2 separate regions of the Sus scrofa genome follow, and region 1 is linked to region 2. The links are chromatin contacts, called in public Hi-C maps. All regions are on one chromosome and are shown on one strand. Each heading gives the region's core, a stretch centred on a gene start, on an enhancer-like site or on the middle of the called end of the contact. The rest is flanking DNA. Distances are from core to core; before and after follow the strand shown.

Region 1 (4,034 bases), core at 1,128-3,627, 580 kb before region 2:
GTAATAATTTCCTAACGGGGCTCATGGCACTCACTTATGACTCTTTCCAAGCTCTTGCACCCAGAGCAATCTTTGTACAATGCACATTTGAACACATCACAGCATCTTCCCTTGTGCAATCCCCAGGAGACCTGCCTATTCTAGAAAAGACAAATTATTCCTTTTTTCGGTCCTGCAAACTGTTGAGAACCGACACAATAATGTGCTGCTGAACTTGTCTTCACTGTAGGGGCCTCTTACGCCTCCTGTACATCCCTATAACCATTCATTTATTCATCAGATACCTACTAGGTACTGCACCCTGTGCCAGGCCCTGGAGACACAGAAGAAACTGGGCCAAGGTTCCTGCATGGAGGAGTGAACAGCACAGAGAAGTGACAGTTCCTCCATCAATTGCCATGTGATGACGTTCACACCACTAAAAAGACAACAGCGCTGTGCTGTGGGAACAAAGGGAGTGGAGGCAGAGGCTTTGGGGTTTGTTGTGGGTTCTTGTCACAGCAAGGTTAGCCCAACAACTGCTTTGTTCTAATGACTCAGAAAAATAAATGAGGCTGGCACAGGCCACCCTGACACCACACACCTCTAGAATACCCTGGCTGCGCTGCATATTTTCATCCCTGGCGAAGTCACAGTGTTCTGACTATCCCAGCCTGTGTGGATGCTGCTAAGAGGAGGCAGACATCACCATGAGCTCCCTTAGATGACGCACTGCTTGATGTTCCCACTGTGGCAGTGGCTCCCTGTACATGACTGTCTCGAGCCCAGTCTTGCCAGGCATCCTGCCCCGCTCACTGTCTGTACTCTGGTCACACTCATGTCTTTCACAATCTTGAAGACACAAGTGCCATCTCTCTACAGAGATGCACAGGACCCTCCTGCTCTAGTTAATCCTATTTCTTCAGATTTCATTTGACTCATCAATTCCTTGGAGATTTCCCGGACATCCCATATTAAGTCAAACCCCTTGTTATGTACTCAGGGCATCACACATTGCAATGTCATGTTAATTTGCATGGGTATTTGATCAAGGTCATCTCCTTTTCTATTGTGTAAGTTGCATGAGGGCAGGAGCCATGTCTGTTTTGCTGACATTTTATTCTTGGTTCCTAGTATGACCTGGCAAAGAGTGGGCATTCAATCAATATTTGCTGAGAAAAACGAATGAATTATGGGTGCTATTAAGGGTAAATGGAAGAAAAACAGAAATGCAGGAAGAATAAGGATTGTATGGAACCCAGAGCTAGGACACAGGAAGATAATTTGAATGTACACAATCCTAAAACAGGCTGCAGGAGTTTCTTTAGACTAATTACAAAATGTGCAGAGTGCACAATATTTATAGTTATAATGTAATTTCCCTTCCTCCAGGCCACAACAGCCTTAGGGAAAACCAAGGATTTCAGGTCAATTCCCAAGATTTTTGGCTCTGTCTTCTCACCTCTTCCACCCCATCCAGTACACACGCTCTGCCTCCTCGGGGACTCGCGCCAGCTCTCCTCTGCCAGAGGGTGGGAAGGGCTGTGGTGGGATCAGAGACCTTGAGGGGGGTGCCTCTTAGGGGATCCACAAGTCTGGCCAGCCCAGCGCAGTCCTACAGCCCATATCACAGGCACTCTCTGCTGCTCCACCCTTCTCCGCTGGGGGCGCAATGGCCGCCTCTGTCGCTGTGAGGACCCCGCTAGTGCTACTGCGCCTCCTCCCCCAGCCAAGACCAGGAGGTGATTTGTCCTCCGTCTCACCTCCCCCGCCGCCCCACTCCCCAACTCGTTAGCCTGAAGTGGAGCGACAGTCCATTCGCCTTTCCTCTCTTATAGGTGATTCCCATCCTTCCTTGATTGTCATCGTTCTCAGCAGTTTTGTAGCAGACAAGTCATTTCCTCTTTGTTCATGAATCTTAAATCATGTTCTAGGGGTCTAGGGCCGGCCAGTTAGTTTCATTTCTCAAACTGGGTTTCCTCCACGGGGGGCCTGACGGGACCGGAGGTGGCAGCCATTCATACCATAAACGTTTATTGCATCAGAGAGAGAGGAGAGAGGGAGAGGGGGAAAGGGGGGGCAGAGAGAGAGATGAGCAATGCGGCCCTCAACCCGGGAACTCCTCCTCTTTTGGGACTCTTTACAGGCACCTTCATCCCTCGATGAGATATTCAGCTGTCAGGCCACAGGCTGAGAATTCATCATCTCTACACTAATTTTTGCTAGGAGCTAGGAGTTCAGCATAATGTTGATCTGTTTTTCTTCCAGCTTTTCCTACACAGATGACAATATTATTACCCTCAGCTTTTACAATGCAAGTCTATATACAGATCACAGGGTCCAAGAGGGCTCCTGAGTCATTTGAGATAATTACCCTTTTTTTTCTTTCTAGGTCTCCCATATCTGTGAATCAGCGATGAGGAAAATAGGGCCTCAGCAAAAGTAAGGGAGGCTTGAAGTGAGCAAAGCAGAGCAGAGTGTTGGCAGGAGCCGAGGGCTGCCACAGTGGGAACATCAAGCAGTGCGTCATCTAAGGGAGCTCATGGTGATGTCTGCCTCCTCTTAGCAGCATCCACACAGGCTGGGATAGTCAGAACACTGTGACTTCGCCAGGGATGAAAATATGCAGCGCAGCCAGGGTATTCTAGAGGTGTGTGGTGTCAGGGTGGCCTGTGCCAGCCTCATTTATTTTTCTGAGTCATTAGAACAAAGCAGTTGTTGGGCTAACCTTGCTGTGACAAGAACCCACAACAAACCCCAAAGCCTCTGCCTCCACTCCCTTTGTTCCCACAGCACAGCGCTGTTGTCTTTTTAGTGGTGTGAACGTCATCACATGGCAATTGATGGAGGAACTGTCACTTCTCTGTGCTGTTCACTCCTCCATGCAGGAACCTTGGCCCAGTTTCTTCTGTGTCTCCAGGGCCTGGCACAGGGTGCAGTACCTAGTAGGTATCTGATGAATAAATGAATGGTTATAGGGATGTACAGGAGGCGTAAGAGGCCCCTACAGTGAAGACAAGTTCAGCAGCACATTATTGTGTCGGTTCTCAACAGTTTGCAGGACCGAAAAAAGGAATAATTTGTCTTTTCTAGAATAGGCAGGTCTCCTGGGGATTGCACAAGGGAAGATGCTGGCCACCTGGGGACAAGGTGGGCAGAGGTAGATGAAAATGGAGGAAGTGACACAGGAAATGATGGTGCTTATCATAAGGAGATTTCAGCGCATACCAGGCAGAGCCCTGGTTCTCCAGAAAACTGACCAAGAGGGCCTGGGAACAGGGCTTGGGGAGGACAGCTCTCAGGGGTGCCAGATCTCAGCCCTTCATAAAGATGCCCAGGGGAACTACGACGCTTTCCCACAGCTGTCCACTAGGGGGAAGGCAGAGGCAGGAGAAAAGATGAGGTGGTCACCAGCCCCTCCTGAGCTGGGCACATCAGGCCTCAGTGCACCCAGGCTACCATCTGACACACTGGGCTGTTTGTATTACTCAGACGACAAGCCCAGGCCTCTCTTCCTGCCTGTCGGTGGCCTCTGTGATTTTATATGGTGTAGCCTGTGACATGAGATACCATGAGACCATGGTAACCAAGTACACAGCTTGGTGTGAGTGTTAATAAACAGAAAAAAGTAATCCCTGTTTGTCTTATTTTACTCACCATTTGTGGTTTTTCTATCCAGGCCTCATGTATCCTTTATTATCCTAAATAATCAAGATGTACCCGAATTCCATTACTTTTTAAAATGAAAAGGTACATGGGGGAAATATACCCATTTTATCCAGCCTTGAAAATAGCAATTATTTCCTTGTGTGGGAATTACCGTTTCCTCTTGCTATTCTGCCCAACACTCAACACATCATCTCAAGGGAAAATGATTTTCTTGATAATTCCCATATGCCTTAAAAAGTCATTTCCTTCTAAGAAACTCCTGATGATGGGAATTCTTAATTGGTTTAAATTTTTCCTAATCCTAAATGATTGAATATAAGTAGCACAACTGTCCTCCTACACAAATTATTCTTCTATACAACTTATCAGGCCCGTAGACCCAGGAA
Region 2 (3,773 bases), core at 53-2,552:
CAAGGCAGAAAGGCACAAAACAGTATCCACTGGATTTGGCCTTCCGATAGGGAGGTCATAGCAGGTCATGAAAAGGGCTGTGTCAGTGTCTGTGGTGTGACAGGACCAAGGCTAGGCTGGAGCAGATGGAATCATGGGTGTGGGGAAGGAAAGGTATTAGAGACACCCAGATTGGACTCAAGTTAGGAAATGGGAGCAGAGAAAGAGGGCAGTAGCTAAAGGGGTATTTAGGGTCAAAGGAGAGGTTTATTTTAAAGCTGAAAGATGTAAGAGTAACCCTGTATGCCATTGGCAGTGATTTAGATAGGGGAGTTATTGAGGATGGAAGCTTGGGGGTGCGAGAAAATGGCAGCGTGAGGTGGAGGAGGACCACACTCCTGTGGGTGAGAAGGACACTTCCAGCAAGATGGTAGGTACCCAGGAGGTTTGGAGAAGTCATCACAGGAAGACAGGGGAGCCCCCATTTGATGAAATCTATTCTCTATAAACTATCAATTAGTTGAAAAGAGGTAAGAAGTGAGGAAAAAGTGAGAACAATTCTGAGCATGGAAGGGCCTATGCAAGACACCCCAAAGCCCTGGGAACTTTAGGTGATGGTACTTTTTTGTTGCCTGATTTGTCTGGCCACTGACTTTGCAGGGAAGGGCTGATGGAATGCAGAAAGGACTAAAGGAGTCCATATCCAGAGAGGAAGCTGCAGCACAGAATACAAGGAGGAATGCAGAGAACTGAGAGCCACAGCTGGCGATTCATGTTGTCATAACAAAGTTTAATTTGATGCTATTAAATTTCTTCTCCCCTCCTCCCCCTCCTTTTTTAATGTCAGAGAAAAATCATCCACGTTGTTTAGCTAATAGGAAATTACTGTACTGATGGCTGAGGTGGGTTTTTAAACAAGATTCTACTAAAGGACACTAGGGGGCAGCATTGTTAAGAAAAAAAATTAAAAGTCTAAATGCTTGCTTTACTTTTAGATCACAGAAATGCTCCTCTCCCTTTTCCTCCCTCATTCCCTCTCTCTTTCTCTCCATGCTTGCAGCATGTGGAAATTCCCAGATCAGGGATCAAACCCTCACCACAGCAGAGACTCGAGCCAAAGTAGTGGCAATGCTAGATCCACCATCCACTGAGCCACCAGGGAACTCCCCAGAAATGCATTTTAAAAACATCCTAGTCAGAACATCAATTCTGAATGGGGGAAAGGTCATTAGGAAAATCATTTAGTGCACTGCATTCACCTACCTCTGGGAAAGGACATGCAGACAAACTGATTAAATCTGGCAACTCAGGACAATGTGTCTCCCCTTGCCCAGACTCTTTCACTTTTCCAGGAAGCCTTAGGGAAGCCTTAGCACTAATGGTTCTCAACGCTGGATGCACATTAAAACATTCAGGGAGCTTTGAAAACTACACTGTTTGGACTCCATGGAAGTTCTGTTGCATCTGACTCTCTGGGGATGAGGCCAGGCATCAATATTTTAAAAACTAATCTGAGATGATTCCGGTGTGTAGCCAGGGTTTTGTCTACATCATGGGTACTGAAGTGTGGCCACCATCACTAGCAGCAGCTTCTGGGAACTTTTTTTTTTTTTTTTTTTTTTTTTTAGGCCTGCACCTGTGGCATGTGGAAGTTCCCAGGCTAGGGGTCAAATAGGAGCTGTGGCTGCTAGCCTACATGGGGTCTGAGATGGGGATCCAGTCTTCATCTGTGACCTATCCCGGAGCTTGTGGCAATGCTGGATCCTTAACCCACTGAGTGAGCCAAGAGATCGAACCTGAGTCCTCATGGATAGGAGTCAGGTTTGTTACTACCATTGAGCCACGAAGGGAACTCCTGGAAACTTGTTAGAAATGCAAATCCTAGGGCCTTACCTCAGATCTACTGAATTACAAGTTCTGGATGTGGGTGGTGCCCAACAGTCTATTTTAAGCAGTTCTCCAAGCAATTCTGATGCAGACTAAAGTTTGAGAAACACTGCTTTATACCATCCCCAAGTAAGCCGTGTCAGTGAGTATCAATTTCCTCCCATACTTCCTCTTCTGTTCTTTTGTCTAATCTAAATGCTTTATGTTATACTTTAACCTTTAATTATTTGCTTTAGTGCATATGCAAACGGTCCCTGTGACATGCATGCATGCATATGTACACATACACACTTTAGTAGGAATTAGAATCACCTAAGAAATTTGAAAAAATGCAGAGGTCCAGCTCCTGGCCTACTGCAGTGAGCCTGGGCCTTTATATTATTTACATTAGCTCTCAAATCGTAGTGTTTGAGAAACATTATCTAAACTATGGGAAAATTTGTTTAAAATATTCCTGTGCACTCCTTTCTAGGTTGAATCATCATCAATATTTAACCTCCAGGCCACAGGCAGTTCTCTCTCTCGCTCCCTGGACCCTTGACCCATAACTGGTCTCTATAAAAGCTGTAAGTCAACTTGTTTCTCTAAGTATCCCAACTCCCCATCTGTAAAGTGAGGCTATATTGATCTTTCAAAGTCTGACATGAGATAATGTGTATAGAACTGTTACAGGCTTCAAGTCCCCTTCAAGGAGATTAAACCTGAAAACCTCTGGCCCTCTGGCCATTCCCTTCCTCCACCTTGAACAGCCTGGTAGGGCAGAAATATTGCCCATTTCTCATCCCACCTCTATATAACCTGTTTCCCATGCAAATAAGGTATCCTGCCCTGACACCAATCAGATCAAATATGCCCCACACAGAGATAAAATAACACTCAGCCCTAACACACTCTGCACAGCCATAGGGGACTAGAGCAAGAGAAATTGGGTCTACACTCAGGTCCACCTTGCGGGTCGGGGGTGGGGGGTGGGAGGTGGGGGTGGAGGGATGGGTGGGTATAAGAACAATTGTAAAATGAGTCGGGCGCTCTTTTAACAGGTGTGCATGTGAGTTCTCTCTCTGTCTCTCTGTCTCCGAAAATGTACTTTCACTTTAATAAATCTGTAAAACATCTGCTGTTTTTCTAATGCTTTGCTACATCGAGATGGGGACTGAGGAAACTGTGACTTTAACATAAGAATTTGTGAATCTAGAAGAATAACGCAAACTGAGTAACAAGTGTCTGGATGTGGCCCTGGTTGTTTCTTCTCAAATAAACTCAGATTCTAACATTTTAGTTACCACCCCCTCCCCACCCCATTAGTTGATACTCTTCATTTGGTAATATAGGTCATCTGTGTTTAAAAATAGATTTTTTGTGGAAGGACTTAATGAAATTATTTATTTTGAGTGAAGGAAACTTACTGATAAATCATGTTTATTTTTTTTAATAGGGTCTCATACATAAAATGGTTCCTTACATTAAAACTTTTTTTTATGCGAAATGTTCCCTAGAACTTTGAAAGTTTAAGCAAGTAGAAGTTAAATAAGTAAACCAACAACTAAAGTTAGATAAATAACAAACAGCTGGTTTGGAGTAAAAATTGCCCCCGCATCTAAAGCTTTTTTTATTACATATTCCTCTGCAAATACTCCTGTGCACTCCTTTCCAGGTTGAAATCATCAGTTATACTGTATGAACAAGAAACTATAGGGACTAAGTTGTATAGGGATACAACTATGCAGAAATTAATGCTTTAATCAAATAAAATGTCCTCACCTTTATCTGGCCATAGAGACATAAAAATGATGAAAACAAAACCTTAGCAATAATTCAGTGCAGTTTCTTCTCAGTCTAGATGAAGAAACAGACTAGGAGTTCACTGTTTTAAGGCATAATTAAAATTTGCATATTATTAACAGTTA

Evidence for each region. A called contact is a pair of places that touch in the nucleus more often than the background predicts.
Region 1: a contact with region 2 is called in a Hi-C map of retroperitoneal adipose tissue, with 1.6 times the contacts expected there. The contact joins two enhancer-like sites. A contact is called at or near these places in 4 of 47 Hi-C or Micro-C datasets (embryonic fibroblasts, liver, retroperitoneal adipose tissue and 1 more) and 2 of 2 datasets of contacts at active chromatin or transcription factors (alveolar macrophages and skeletal muscle).

Annotation. Positions count from the first base shown.
Region 1 is chr13:96,920,429-96,924,462 of Sscrofa11.1, reverse strand. It overlaps LOC106505729 (a long non-coding RNA gene), which reads right to left. Exons shown (of 3, transcript XR_002337734.1): 3 at 3,110-4,034. Among named protein-coding and RNA genes, the nearest start is that of CCNL1, 82 kb to the left of the region's middle. Within about 2 kb of position 2,377, at least 52 of the 83 cell types and tissues checked have an H3K27ac peak or open chromatin away from gene starts, as enhancers often do. A contact at or near this core is called in retroperitoneal adipose tissue, where this site is marked.
Region 2 is chr13:96,342,605-96,346,377 of Sscrofa11.1, reverse strand. The region is part of intron 9 of KCNAB1 (potassium voltage-gated channel, shaker-related subfamily, beta member 1); the gene reads right to left. It overlaps LOC102161293 (a long non-coding RNA gene), which reads left to right. Exons shown (of 2, transcript XR_307003.3): 2 at 640-2,984. Among named protein-coding and RNA genes, the nearest start is that of SSR3, 46 kb to the left of the region's middle. Within about 2 kb of position 1,302, at least 4 of the 83 cell types and tissues checked have an H3K27ac peak or open chromatin away from gene starts, as enhancers often do. A contact at or near this core is called in retroperitoneal adipose tissue, where this site is marked.